2 separate regions of the Mus musculus genome follow, and region 2 is linked to region 1. A link is a contact called in public promoter capture Hi-C data. All regions are on one chromosome and are shown on one strand. The core of a region is the stretch at or near the end of the contact, and the rest is flanking DNA. Distances in the headings are between cores, read along the strand shown. Region 1 overlaps Slc41a2 (solute carrier family 41, member 2). Region 2 holds the start of Slc41a2 (solute carrier family 41, member 2).

What was found. Promoter capture Hi-C pulls out the DNA fragments that hold promoters and counts their contacts.
Region 2: a contact with region 1 is called in a promoter capture Hi-C map of macrophages, with 9 read pairs. The contact joins the promoter of Slc41a2 here to the enhancer-like site in region 1. A contact is called at or near these places in 3 of 39 promoter capture datasets (the 3T3-L1 cell line, 3T3-L1-derived adipocytes and macrophages), 14 of 484 Hi-C or Micro-C datasets (the HL-1 cell line, Sertoli cells, bone marrow-derived macrophages and 5 more), 7 of 115 datasets of contacts at active chromatin or transcription factors (bone marrow-derived dendritic cells, bone marrow-derived macrophages, embryonic fibroblasts and 2 more) and 3 of 9 other capture datasets (adipose tissue, bone marrow-derived macrophages and pancreatic islet).

What each region holds. Positions count from the first base shown.
Region 1 is chr10:83,297,557-83,304,555 of GRCm38.p6, reverse strand. It overlaps Slc41a2 (solute carrier family 41, member 2), which reads left to right. Exons shown (of 11, transcript NM_177388.3): 4 at 181-252; 5 at 3,250-3,394. Among named protein-coding and RNA genes, the nearest start is that of Slc41a2, 37 kb to the left of the region's middle. Within about 2 kb of position 2,930, at least 79 of the 459 cell types and tissues checked have an H3K27ac peak or open chromatin away from gene starts, as enhancers often do. A contact at or near this core is called in the HL-1 cell line, adipose tissue, bone marrow-derived macrophages and 4 more, where this site is marked.
Region 2 is chr10:83,334,305-83,341,109 of GRCm38.p6, reverse strand. It overlaps Slc41a2 (solute carrier family 41, member 2), which reads left to right and starts at 3,293. Exons shown (of 11, transcript NM_177388.3): 1 at 3,293-3,350. Gm40722 (predicted gene, 40722) reads right to left here and starts at 2,421. Exons shown (of 2, transcript NR_168611.1): 1 at 2,238-2,421; 2 at 1,476-1,719.

The sequences.
Region 1 (6,999 bases), core at 1,681-4,180:
GACCCTATTTTCCCATCTTGACCAAGCCGGATGTCACGCAGCAGGCCGATGGTGAGCTGGGACTTGTTCTGAGCACAGGCTGCACACAGCAGAATTATTACGAGAGGTGTATTGTGTACTTTGGGTTCTGTTTAAATGAAGCAGACAGCAGAGCGGATCATAAAAGTATCCTCTTCGCAGGTAAATGTTGGGAAGATGGACTCACCCATTGAGAAGTGGAATCTAATCATTGGCAACTTGGCTTTAAAGCAGGTAAGTGGTGGGTGCTTAGTCACAGAGCTCGGATGTGAAGCCTACCATTCAAGACATCAGATTCTAACTCAGTAACCCCAAAAGCTAATGGAATCAATTGATTGATACCCAGGGCCTTTGAAAGTTATTTTATTTCTAGAAACTGATTATTTTCTTCCAAATGTAAAAAAAGTATACAAATACTGAAAGACATGGAAAAACCCTCTAACTGCAATAGAGCTAACCTTTGTACTGATACTTATACAACTATTTAAGACTTTGTTGTTTAATTACTTACTTTGCCTTAATTACTGTTCCGTTGCTATGAAAAGACACCATGACCAACCCTTTTAACAGAACGTGTTTAACTGGGGGCCCGCTTACAGTTTAGAGTCTGGTATGGCTGGAAGCAGACAGGCATGGTGCATGAGCAGTAGCTGAGAGCGTTATATCCTGATCAGCAGCATGCAGTGACAGACAGACATACAGACAGATAGAGAGAAAGAGAGAGAAAGAGAGAGAGAGGAGGACAGACATACACACACAAACACAGAGGTGGGGGAAGGGAGAGAGAGAAACAGACAGAGACATACAGAGAGAGACAAGAGACAGAGAGAGACAGAGACTCAGAGCCTGGGCCTGGTAAGGGCTTTTGAAACTTCAAAGTCCTCTCCCAGTGACACACACCTTCCAATAAGCCCCCTCTCCCCTTCCTAATCCTTCCCAAACAGTTCCACTCACAGGTGTCTAAGCATTCAAATACATGAGCCTGCAGTGTGTGTGTGTGTGTGTGTGTGTGTGTGTGTGGATACTCACTTAAGTCTCTGCATGTGCTATTTCTCTGCTTTCATTTACGGCTCTACTTTTCTATTATGACTGTAATGGGGAGGCCTAGACAGGATCTCATGTAGCCTTAAACTTTGTATGTAAGTGAGGGTGACCTTGAACTTCTGATCCCACTCTCCTCCTCAGTGCAAGGACCACAGATGTGCACCAGCAGTTGTGGTTTATATGGGGACTGGGATAACCCATTGCTTTGTGCATGTCAGCCGAGCACTCTTTCAGTTGACCCACATCTCTCGCCCCGTCTTTATGAGTTTTGGGGCATCCTTTTAGTGTTGCTCAGGATGGCCTTACAGTCAGACAGAATCCCCCTGCCTCAGCCTCTCAGGCACACTCACCAGGCCCTGCTCTTTGTGTTTTGTTTGTTTGTATTAGTTGTAGAAGTTTTTGCTTTTTTGAGGTGATACCTGTGTTTCCTGGTCTGATCTCAAACTCCTGTGTTCAGATGAATCTTCCTGGGTCTACAGGAGCCAATAACAAGACTACTTTAATTCTTCTAAATTAGTATTAGAAATAAGAAATTAGCATTAATTTCTCCAAGAAATTAAATTAGAAAGTCTAAGTAAGTATTAGTTGCTTAATTAAAGTGAGCTCTTTCCTGGGACTGTGCTCATTCATCTATTAATGCTGATTTTTCTACCTCACTGTTACCATTAATATTAATAAACTCACTCGAATACCAATAGCATATGTCCTAACCCAGGAATTACATATCATCCCAGGAAATATATATATATATATATGTATATATACATACATATATATACATATATATATACACACATATACATATATATATACACACACACACACACACACACACACACACACACACACACACACACACATATATTACTCTTACTAGTCTCAGGTGTCTCTTCTGCCTCTTTATCTATTCTTCCCTAACTTTTTAAGTCAGAGATTTCACCTGCCATGAGTAACTCTTTAGCTAGTTTGAGCACCAGGAATATACACTCATTTTAGTGTTAGCTCAGCTAGGCCCCAAGATTGAGAACCTGGTTGTGGGAATATAATTTGGTGCATTGCATCTCAGGGACAAAGAGTTCCTGGGAATAAAAGCTGAGCCATAACCTCAACTCTAATGTCACCCAGATGAAGAGCCTTTGTTAATTCATATAATCTTTCTGGGCTTCATTTTGTCTCTTCAGCCATAGTATTTTCTTAGAAAATTCTAAGAACATTTCAGCTGGACCTTGTAGAAATCTAAGCAGGGGTGGGAAAAACATTTAAGAACAGGGATGTACATCAGAGGGAGACTGCTTGCCTAGCGTACAAAATGTTCCCTGTAACAATAGCAAAACAAAACCAAGACCTTCTAAATATTTATAGATAAAGAGAGCACTATAACAAGTTAAAAAGTTGAGAATATATGGATTTAAGCACTGAACAGTCTTAAGCTGTGAACATGAACCTGTCCTGGGCGATCTACACAGGTCATTGCAAAAGTCCCCATGCCAGCCTCTGGCAGTCCCTCCCTTGCCACTCTTTCCTGTAACTGGGTTAGGATGGTTGCCAGAGATGGCTAGGAATTTGCTGACTCTGGTTGCCAACATGTTTGGTTTACTCCCCCATGGACACGTGATGAACAGGAAACAGCAGATGCCCTCTAGGTCAGAGCGGTTACCACTGAGAAAGGGAAGAAGAGAAAATGGGGGCTGAGGGCTGAACTAGGGGAAGTTATCTTCTCCCTGAAGCGCACCAGGGACACTTGTGAGGAGCTGGACATAGAGTACTTGAGGACAGGCTTGGAGGGGCTGGAGAGATGGCTCAGCAGGTGAGACCACTCTCTGCTCCCTATGAGTGCTGGAGTTTGGTGCTCAGCACCCACATCAGGAGGTACATCTGTGAGAGTTTGAGTTCAGCTCTGTCTACATGGTGAGTTCCAGACCATCCAGGACAACACAGAGAGACTCTGTCTCAAAAACAAAACAAAAAGAAGTGACCCCTCACTCCACACCTGTTGACACAGATCAGGGCATTTGGAGAGCCCACTGTCTTAAGTGGTAATAAAACTAAAACCCAGGAGCCCCTTCAAAGTGAAAGCAGTTCAGTAAACCATACCCAGCACCCTAATGATCTTGTATGTAATGATTAACTAATGATAGTTTAATGTTTTAAAAATTACTAATCTGGATTTCACAAAAATGTTTTTAGGTTCAGGCCACAGTGGTTGGCTTTTTAGCAGCTGTGGCAGCCATCATACTGGGCTGGATTCCAGAAGGGAAGTATTACCTCAGCCATTCCATACTTCTGTGCTCCAGCAGTGTGGCAACGGCCTTCATCGCATCTCTACTGCAGGGTAAGGGGATCTGTGAAGGTCGACTTGGCAGTTCTTGACATTTCAATAAAAGGATTGATTTCCCAGGATGGCAACTTTTAAAATATTTGTTCATAATGAAAATGGTAGCAAATTTCCACATAAACTTTAAAGAGCCTTAGTTCAAATTTATTTCTCTGTCTCATCTACCTATCTACCTATCCATCCATCCATCTATCCATCCATCCATCCATCTACTTGAGTTCTTTGTATACAGCCCTAGCTGTGCTGGACCAGGCTGGCCTCAAACTCACAGAGGTCTACCACCTTCTGCCTCCTGAGTACTGGGATTAAAGGCGTGCACCACCACCTGATTAATTTTATTTGTTTCATTATTTACAGACACAGTGGAGGACAGGCTTTTTGAGCTCGGCCCCTTGGCCATAGGTAGATGTTCTGGCTCAGTTTTCAGTAAGAATACTATACTTTAAGAGTTAAGAAATGCTTTCCTGGAAGTCACACAGGGGACTTTCTGGCTTGTCACAAGCATTCCAGGGATTCTTAGTTTCAAAAGCAATCCCTCATTTAAATTTTTGGTTGAGGGTACTTCCATGCTGCTAGAGGACCTTAGTTCAGTTCCCAGAACCTAAATGAGGCAGCTCACAATTGCCTGTGACTACAGCCCACGGTGAAGGATGGATCCAACACCATGATCGTCAGAGGGCATCTGCACTCACGTGTGTACTCGGCCACTCAGCCACACAAGTATACACATAAAAAACAAAAAATAAACTAAAAACCCAAAGTTTACATTTCTGTGGCACTATAAACATAACCTTGTACTTATGCTTAAGGTAGCATATTTTGGGTTATATATTTAAAAAACAGAACTTAAAAGAATTAACTGAGCTGGGTGGTGGTGGCACATGCCTTTGATCCTAGCGCTTGGCAGTCAGAAAGGGGTGGATCTCTGAGTTTGAGGGCAGCCTGATCTACAAATCGAGTTCCAGGACAGCCAGGGCTTCACAGAGAAACCCTGTCTCAAATACCACATCCCCCAAATAAACATTAACTGCATTAGAATTTATAGGATTATCTTCTTTGTATTTATTGATATGAGCACTATATTAGGCTCCATGTACGTTACAGAATATAATCACTGAAGCTTAGTTTTTACTACATTTTTTTGTTAGTTGTGGGTTTGTTTTGTTTTGGTTTGGTTTGGTTTGGTTTTTGAGACAGGAATCTCTCTATGTAGCCCTGGTTGTCCTGGAACTCTCTATGTAGACCAGGATGGCCTCAAACTCACAAAGATGCCCCTACCTCTGCCTCCCAGTTGTTTGTGATCAAAGGCATGACCCATGCCTGGATAGATCTTGCTGCATTAAAATAATAATAATAACAATAGTACCTCTTTCTGACTTTGTTTCATTTAGAAAGTGCTACTTAAAATTTTTCAATATATCAAGTGTGAAATATCTACAGTTTTCAAAGCTCAATTTTTTAAGTGAATTTTTATGTTCCTCACTTTATCTGGCTTTATTCACTTTATATGGCTGCTTGATATCTTAGCCATTTTAATATGTGTAAAGTGGGTACTGTAAACTTCTCTTCCTAGGTGAGGAAGCTTCACCCCCTTATCAGCAGTACAGTCAAATTACAGCTCGGTTCTCCGACTCCCAGCTGTCCACTGGGCTGTGTGTGCGGTTTCCAGGATGAACATGGTATAGCCCAGAAGCATCTGCATGTAGGGCTCTAAAGGTGCTGATCTGGAGAAAGGTTTCTGTAGGATCTTGGACGGCTATGCAAACATTTTCCTTCCCTTTTCAAATGCACTATGGAAAGAGGAGCTCTGATGATGAAAACCTCCTGGTATATAAGATGTGAGCATCAATTGGTACAAGACACAAATTCTGCTGCTTGCAGGTTTGGCTTTATGAGCTAGGGTGCTGGGTAGTGGAGCAGAATCGTAAACTGTGTGGCCTCTGGCAAGATTTTAAGCCCTATTCCCTAGACGTTGGGCTTATTACCCATAAAGCTAGCATGCCAGAATAAAATGTTTACAGCCAAGGGTACTCTGAAGGTGTGAGATGCTGTTAATCCCTTCCCACAATGCTTCTGCTTCAGACTGATATACGGTACCGTGCGAGCTACACACTTCCCATTTCTTTGTATGATGTTCTTTCCTTTTGCTTCTTTTCTTATACTCTTGGTTATGGACATAAGTGTTACACTTCTTTTTTTTTTTTTTTCATTTGTATGATTCAAGAAAATAAGGATCTGACAGTGTAAGCACTCAGTCACATTTCATCTGTCACTGCTGAGAGACAGGAACTTGAGCCAGAGAGTACTTTGTAAGCTGGGTATGGTACTTGACGCCTTCAATCCCAGCACCAAGAGGGAGAGGCATGCAGTTCTTTGTGAGTTCAAGGTCAGCCTGGTCGACATAGCAAGTCCCAGGACATGTAAAAGCTACATAGTGAGTGAGATCCTGTCTCAAAAAAGAAAAACAGTATCTTTTAAACTTTTTGTTTATTTGTTTTTGTTTATAAGGTCTTGTCAAATGTCCTCAGCTAGCCTGGAACTGGCTGGCCTTGAAGTCAGATAATCACTGGCTTCTGCCTTTCCCTCCCAAATTCTTGCATTAAAGACATATACCAGCACCCCTTCTTCTTTATTTAGTTTTAAAAAAAGATTTAATTATTCTTACTTTATGAGTATGAATGCTTTGCCTACATGTGTGTGTGTGTGTGTGTGTGTGTGTGTGTGTGCGCAATATGTCCAGGCCAGGTGCCCTTGAAGACCAAAAGAAGGTGTAGCCCCAGAAACTTGAGTTACATATTGTTGTAAGTCAGCACATGGGTACTGGAAACCAGACTCAGGTCTTCTGCAAGAGCAGTCAGTGCACTTAATGACTGAACCGTCTCTCCAGCCCCAAAGACTATTACTTTTTAAACAAACAAACAAACAAACAAACAAACAAACATATTCTTGCCATTTTCCCTTAAAAAAAAAAGATTTATGTATATGACACTGTTGCTGTCCTCAGACACATCAGAAGAGGGCATCAGATCCCATTGCAGATGGTTGTGAGGCACCATGTGGTTGACAGGATTTGAACTCAGGACCTGTGGAAGAATAGTCAGTGCTCTTAACCACTGGGCCATTTCTCCATCCCTACCACTCCCCCTTCTTTTCATTCTCCCTTTTGGTTTTTATTGTATTTACTGTATATGAGTCCATATTTTGCTTGTACATATGCCTGTGCAACAGAGTGTCAGGTGGATGCAGAGAATCTTATAGGTCCCCTGTAAGAACAAGTGCTCTAACTCACTGACCAAATTATCTCCCAAGAGTGTCTTGTATCCTCTGTTCTGAACCCTAGAGTTCAAATTGTAATTATGTCTTGCTTCCTTATACTTTGTTTTGGAAAATAAGAAGAAGCAATTTTAGTTACCATATATGGCATTTTTTTTTACTATGCACAGAAATAGGACTATTCTCTTTTTAACATTTTCACACTTCAAGGGTTAAAATTAAAATCTTTGGTTTGATATATATATATATATATATATATATATATATATATATACACACTCACATATATATGTATATATGTATGTATGTATTACATTTAAAGCATATAC
Region 2 (6,805 bases), core at 2,044-4,543, 36 kb before region 1:
CTTTGCATGCTCCATCTCAAATGAGAGATCTATTTATGTCACTATGTATGTGTGCCTAGGTGTGCCTGTGTGTGTACACACATTTCTCAGAATCTACCACTAAACACAGCCGACCTCAGACCCCTGGACAGCACTGTAGCTGAGCATGCTTTGAGGTAGCATCTGAAGGAGACTGCCTGTGGTGCTGTGCTGGAATTTAGCGTTAGTCTCTCTGATGGCTCTTCATTCATTGGTAAATGTATTGTTTTGTGAATTTCTGTGAATTTTGTTCCTTGGTGACTACAGAAATTTATGTAACCTCTTTCAGGCTGAAGTGTGTCATTTAAGGTAATGGATCTGCATTCCCTAGGCCACAGTAACTCATACTTGCCTCTTTGTTGTCTGTCCAACTTTTCGTTCATCAGGCTCAGATCAAATGTCATTTCTTCAAGGAAAGCTCTTTTACCCCACAGAAGACATGCCCTTTTGTCCAGTGTCTATCACCCCCAGCCATCATTCCCAGCAATGCTAACTGCCTGCCTCGCTCCAGCTCCGAGCCACTGGCTTCACATTGCCAGCATTTAGGCAACAGATGAAGTGGGACCATGATTCTGGTCGCCTGTGGAGCCCAGGACCTGTTCAGAAGGGGCCACCTCTACACCCAGACTCAGTGAATTATTTGCAGGATGAAAACTTGATTTCCATTCAAGTTCCTAGTTGAAGCGCAACACACTTTAAAAATCCACATCACATCATTGAATGCTGAAGGAAGAGTATATATAAGCAGAAACGTAGCTTCAGTCAACTGAATGGAGGGTACTTGAAACCTCCAGCTTTCTCAGGAAAAATGGCAGGGGCTGGCTTCTGATGGGTGTTTTGTTGTTGTTTGAGACAAGGTTTCTGTCTTGGAACTTATTCAGTAAACCAGGTTGGTCTCAACCTCAGAGATCCATTGCCTCTGCTCCTTAAGAGCTGGGATTAAAGGCATGCCCCAGTCACACCCAGTTCTGGATGGGTGTTTTTGAGTGGGAAGTTGAAGAGACTCCCAGAGCCAGGGAACCAGGAAGACACACTTACCTGTTAAACTTTCTGACACTTTTTGGAGCAGCTAATCACCTTCTATTAAGATGCAGTTCTTTAAGATGGAGTGGCACTATTAGGAGGTGTGGCCTTGTTGGAACAGGTGAGTTACTGTGGGTGGGCTTTGAGGTCTCAGATGTTCAAGCCACACCAGTGCCATCCGGATGTAGAATTCCCAGCTCCTTGTCCAGCACCGAGTCTGCCTGCATGCCACCATGCTTTCCACTGTGGTGATAATGGACTGAACCTCTGAAACAGTCCCAGTTAAATGTTGTCATCGATAAGAGTTGCTGTGGTCATGGTGTCTTTTCACAGCAAGAATACCCTGACTATGATAGTAGTTAAACCAAAAGGAAGACAATCTGGAAATGAATGTAATCGAGGCTTTCCTATGTCAACAGACAAAATTACAACCATTTAGTTTAAGGGTTTTAATTGGCTTTATCTTCTGATTGTAAAACTGGGCCATAGTTCATTTCACAAAACAGAGTGAGCATTCCAATGAGGTCGGTATTGGTTTCTTTCACAGACTCAAAGGGGCCGAAGAAAGTAGAAACAAGAAACCCAGGAGCAGACTGGGAGGCTGAAAGTTCCTTCTCTTTTAAGATAGAGACAGGAGGGGTGGGGTGGGAGCAACAGAGGACTCAGCATCAGGTTTGCCTGTGTAAAAATTAAGGCAGAGGCTGCTTCAACATCATGCAATTCATACAGGTTTCTGGGAAAGTGGGGCAGTTGGTTAATGGTAAGTGACTCCATTTTGGGGGTTTAGCACAGAACCCTAAACCAAAATAACGACTCCCTGTAACTTTAAATTCAACACCCATGTTCTTCATAGAAATGTTTTCATTCCTAAAGGAATTTTAAAATCCTTTAAAGATTTTAAATTACTGTATATCTGTGTGCACGGATTGGGTATGTGCTCATGAATGCTAATTAATGCCCGTGGAAGGCAAAAGAAGGCACTTCGTCCAGCTAAGCTGGTGTTTCCAGGTGTGTGTGTGTGTGTGTGTGTGTGTGTGTGTGTGTAGGTAGGTGCTGGAAACTAAATTTGTGTCCTGTGCAAGAGCAGTACCTGTTTGTAACTGCTAAGCATATCTCCTGTCTTTAACTCCCTCCCACCCCCGCACCCAGCCCACACACACAAAATTTGATCTAGGGCTGGGCACAATAGTACATACCTGTAATTCCAGAACAGGAAGGGTAAGAGTTTGAGAGAAGGTTGGAAAATGATGGTGTGCGCCTTCAATCCCAGCATTGAGAGGCTGAGGCAGACAGCTCTCTGTGAGTTCAAAGGCAGCTTGGGCTACATAACAGGTGTCAGGCCAGTCAGAGCTGCACAGAGAGACTTTGTCCTCTAGGGTTTAAAAAAAAAAAAAAAAAAAAAAAAACAAAAAAAAACAAAAAAACAAACAAACAAACAAACAAAAAAAACCAACCCAAGCCGGGCGTGGTGGCGCACGCCTTTAATCCTAGCACTTGGGAGGCAGAGGCAGGCGGATTTCTGAGTTCTAGGCCAGCCTGGTCTACAAAGTGAGTTCCAGGACAGCCAGACCTACACAGAGAAACCCTGTCTCGAAAAACCAAAAAAAAAAAAAAAAAAAAAAAAAAAAAAAAAAACCCACAAGAAAATGAGGGTGGTTGTTGTTTTGTTTTGTTTTGAGACAAGATCTCACAATGTAACCCTGGTTTTCCTGGAACTTGCTGAGTAGAGAACTGGTCTTGAACTCACTGAGAACTACCTGGCTCTGAGATTAAAGACAGGTGCCATCATGTCCAGTCAGATGGAAGTGTCTCTGTGTGTGTGTCCCTGTCCCCACCTGAAAAGGTGCTAAATTACCCCCATCTGAATTTGGTGAAAACTTTGGTCTAAGGTAATAGAATAATAGCCTCAGAATCAAAACGAGCAGTTTCCCCCCAAGAGTCAGTGCTCTGGGGCTCACATCTTTGCAGGGTGGGATGGTGGAGTCCCACTAGCTGAACCGCACATAGTAGGTGCTTAACAAACAGTCATGGAAGCAGCCCCCGATTTTCCTTGGCAAATTCTGGCTCAAGTCTACCTTGGCTCCCAAAACTCGAGCGTGGGCAAACTGCAAAGCTCGGCTGAGCAGCGCAGTGCACTTGGCTCTGACCCTGCCAGGCGCTCGGAGGGCGTGACGCGCTGCCCGCACGTCTCCTCCCCGTCCTTTGGCCTCCCAGAAGAGCGCAACGAACGACTCCCACGTCCTCGGCTTCATTCCGCTCAGCAAGGAACGCGAGCTGGACCCCCGACGAGGCCCGGGGCTGACGGAGCGGTGAGAGGAGGATGCGCGGGCTGGGATGCGGTTGGGAGGATGCGCAGGACAGCCTAAGCTAACCAGCCAGGAGTCGTAGCTGGCAGGAGGGCGAGCGGTCAAGTGGGCAGGCGAACAAGCCGGCGGGCGGGCGGCTGCCGGGGCGCGGCCGCGGATCCGGGTAGCCTCCGGGCGGCCACATCAGCGGCTCTCCGCGGGCCCAGCCGGCTGCGCGCGTGCGCGGGGCGGGGCGGGGTGCGCGCGAGTGGCCGCGGGCATCGGGCGACTGTCAGTGGCAGCGAGGAGGCGAGGCGGGCCCGCGGGGCTGGGCCGGGCTCACCGACTCCCAGAGCGTCGCCGCGCTCGGGCTCGGCGCAGGCTGCCGCGGCGGGAGCGGAGACAGAGGCACGGCTAGGTGTGGGAGGGCGGTGGTGCGGCCGGATGCTGGAGCCTCGCCCGGCGGGACCCGAGGCCGCCCCGTTCTGTCCAGCCCTGCCCGCCGCTGCCCGGCTCCGGTGGCCGTGACTGGGGGCGCGCGCCGAGGGATGGAGGAAGGTGAGCTCGGATGCAGATGCTGCGAGGCGGGTTGCGCTCACCCCTGGAGCCTGCTTCGGGGCTCAGCAGCGTTGCCACCCAGTTCTTGGCTTTATGGATGCACACTATACCTCAATTTTAAGAAGCCTCGGTGTCCATTTATGGCGAGAGCTGGCATGTTTGTGTGTTACCTATATATTATGTTCTTAGGTATAGTGCCCCGGTGTCATCTTTTTGTAAATGGACGCTTGATTGACCGATGAGTCATGTAGCATACGTGCTACTTATCTCTCCCAAAGGTGGCTTTACGTGTATTCATCTAGTTTTGTAACTGTCACTACTATCTCTCTCTCTCTCTCTCTATATATATATATATATATATACATATATATATATATATGTATGTATGTATGTATGTATATATATATATATATATATATATATATCTCCAAACGAAACCCTATACCTTTTAGTTGCTTGCCACCCATTCCCCCCACTGCCCCAACTAATTTTTCTGTGCCTATGCATTTGCTCTTTGGAGACACTAATGAAATCATACAGTATTTGTGGTTTCCCACCTCCTCCGTTTAAAGACAAGATTTTGACTCTTCCCTTATAGTTGAGGCTAATCAGAATTCGTGGTCCTCCTGCCTCAATTTCTCAAGTGGTGATCTCACACAGGATTGTACCACACCCAACCAACGTGTCTGTGGCTTTTTGTCTGGCTTCCTTCACGTAGCCAGACTGTTTTCAAAGCTCATTCATGGTGTAATTAGTGTGGGTCGGCTCTCTACTTTCTTGGAGCTGAATGACTGATAATGCGGTGTGTGCCCATTCACCAGTTAATGAAATGGCATTCATTGCTTTTCACCTTTTAGCCATCGGATATGATGCTGCTAGAACTTCTGTGGATGTGTGTTTTAAATGCCCCAAACCTTAGGTGTGGAATTGCTTGGTACTTAACATTTTTGAGAAACTTTCAGACTTTAATCAAAGTTGTTGCTACGTTTTATACTCCACCAGTTTATGCGGGCTGCGTTTTCCTTAAACCGCCAACGACCGACACGTTATTTTTTACTGTTTTTTTTTTAAGCTATCCTAGTGTTTTTCCTGGTTTTAATTTGCATCTCAGACAAGAGATTAAAACGCCTTTTGTATGCTTATTGGCCATATGTGTATCTGTTTTGGAGAGATTTCTGTTTAGACCCTCCACTCCTATTTTTGCTGTCATATTTGATTTTTTTGTTATTGTTGCTGAGATGTCTTATTCATTATAGGAAAAATTCTAGATTCTTGACTGCCACTGGCAAAGTAGCATAAAAATATGATTAAGAGGCATTTGACTCTTTCAGAACGCTTCACCTTTTACCTGGTCATTCCTGGGCATTTTATTGTGATTTTCTTTCTTTGGCTTTCTTGAGAAAAGCCACAGGAGGTATGGTCCTGGGTGTCCTGCTGGGACTTTAGGCTATTTTTGTATATTATATGTTTGAAAAGTTTCACTTATTAGCTACAAGTAATTTATGTTGGATGTTAAACAAATCACTCAAACAAAATCTCATGTACTTCCCAGTAAAGTAAAAAGTACTTTTCTCCTTTCGGTCTGTGTAGTTTCTATTGCAGTTATGATATTTGTGGATGCTAGACATTATATTTGCTTTTTTAGCTCTCTCTCTCTCTCTCTCTCTCTCTCTCTCTCTCTCTGTGTGTGTGTGTGTGTGTGTGTGTGTGTATGTGTTTGTAGATCAGGCTGGCCTTGAGATTGCAGCAGTCCTTCTGTCTCTGCTTCCCAAGTACTGGGCTTGCAGGTATCCACTGGCACCTCGAGTGAAAAACATTTTGCTGGAGCTGAGATTAAGAGTCATCTGGAACTGAATGGATGTCGCCCTGCTTTCTGCATGGGGGATTTCTGTGTGTGTACAAATCCAGCCTAAGGTCTTTCTTCCCAAAGTTACTAGAAGAGATGGCATTTCTCTGAACTCCAGTTCTCTTCTCCATGGATCTAATTGCTACTAAAGAAAAAAGTATCTGATGGAACTTGTATGGTGAGGAACTTGATGGAAGGCCACTGTAGTAGTAGATGAGCCATGGCAATGGGTTTGGCATTGGGGGGGAGATGGGACTTAACCCTGACTATGTGTGGAGGGGCAGGAATGCATAGGTGAAGAGCAGGGGAGGGGGCAGTGGATAGAAAGGTGCTGAAAGGAGGCATCCCCAGAGAGGGGGGTTCTGGGAAAATCATCTTAAAATGATTCCCGCTGAAGACAGACTTGGTGGTGGGACACCGAGATGAAGGATCCAGACCCACTTCATCACATACCTGGGAGAGGGTTCTAACCTAACCGACTTGGTAAGGTTCTTGGCTAACAATGCCGTTTGTAAGAGGTGTGGGTGGTTCTAAGAAAAGGCACAGGAGACTGAATGGTCTGGTCATGCAAGGAAATCTGTTACTGTTTGAACATATGCTATCAAACTTCAGGAATTTTAGAGAAAAGAAGGAGGTCAAAGATTTCCGTGGAGAAATAATGGGGAGCAACTGATGTAAAGTAGGCGAGGGACAGCCCAGTCCTGCCCTCCAACCTGTAAACGAAAAAACACATAATTGAACCGTTCTTGTGCCTCACCCGTGGCCTACCTTAGAAATCGGCTGACAGCATCAATATGGAGCCTCAGTGTGTTTTTGCTGATTCCCCTAACGAGCTTGGTCAACAATTTAAGTATAAACCCTGATCTGTTATTCGCTGTTCCACACGTCCTCCTCTGCTCCCTGCAGCTTTGGGACCTCTTGCTGAGGAAGGCTATCTGTAAACTGGGCAAGGTGGTACATACCTGTCATTCCAGTACTGGAACTCTGTGGGTTTAAGGCCAGCCAGGGCTGCCAAGTGAAACTGTTACAAATAAAGAAAATCACCCCAAACCCAAGATGTTCTACAAGCAGGTGG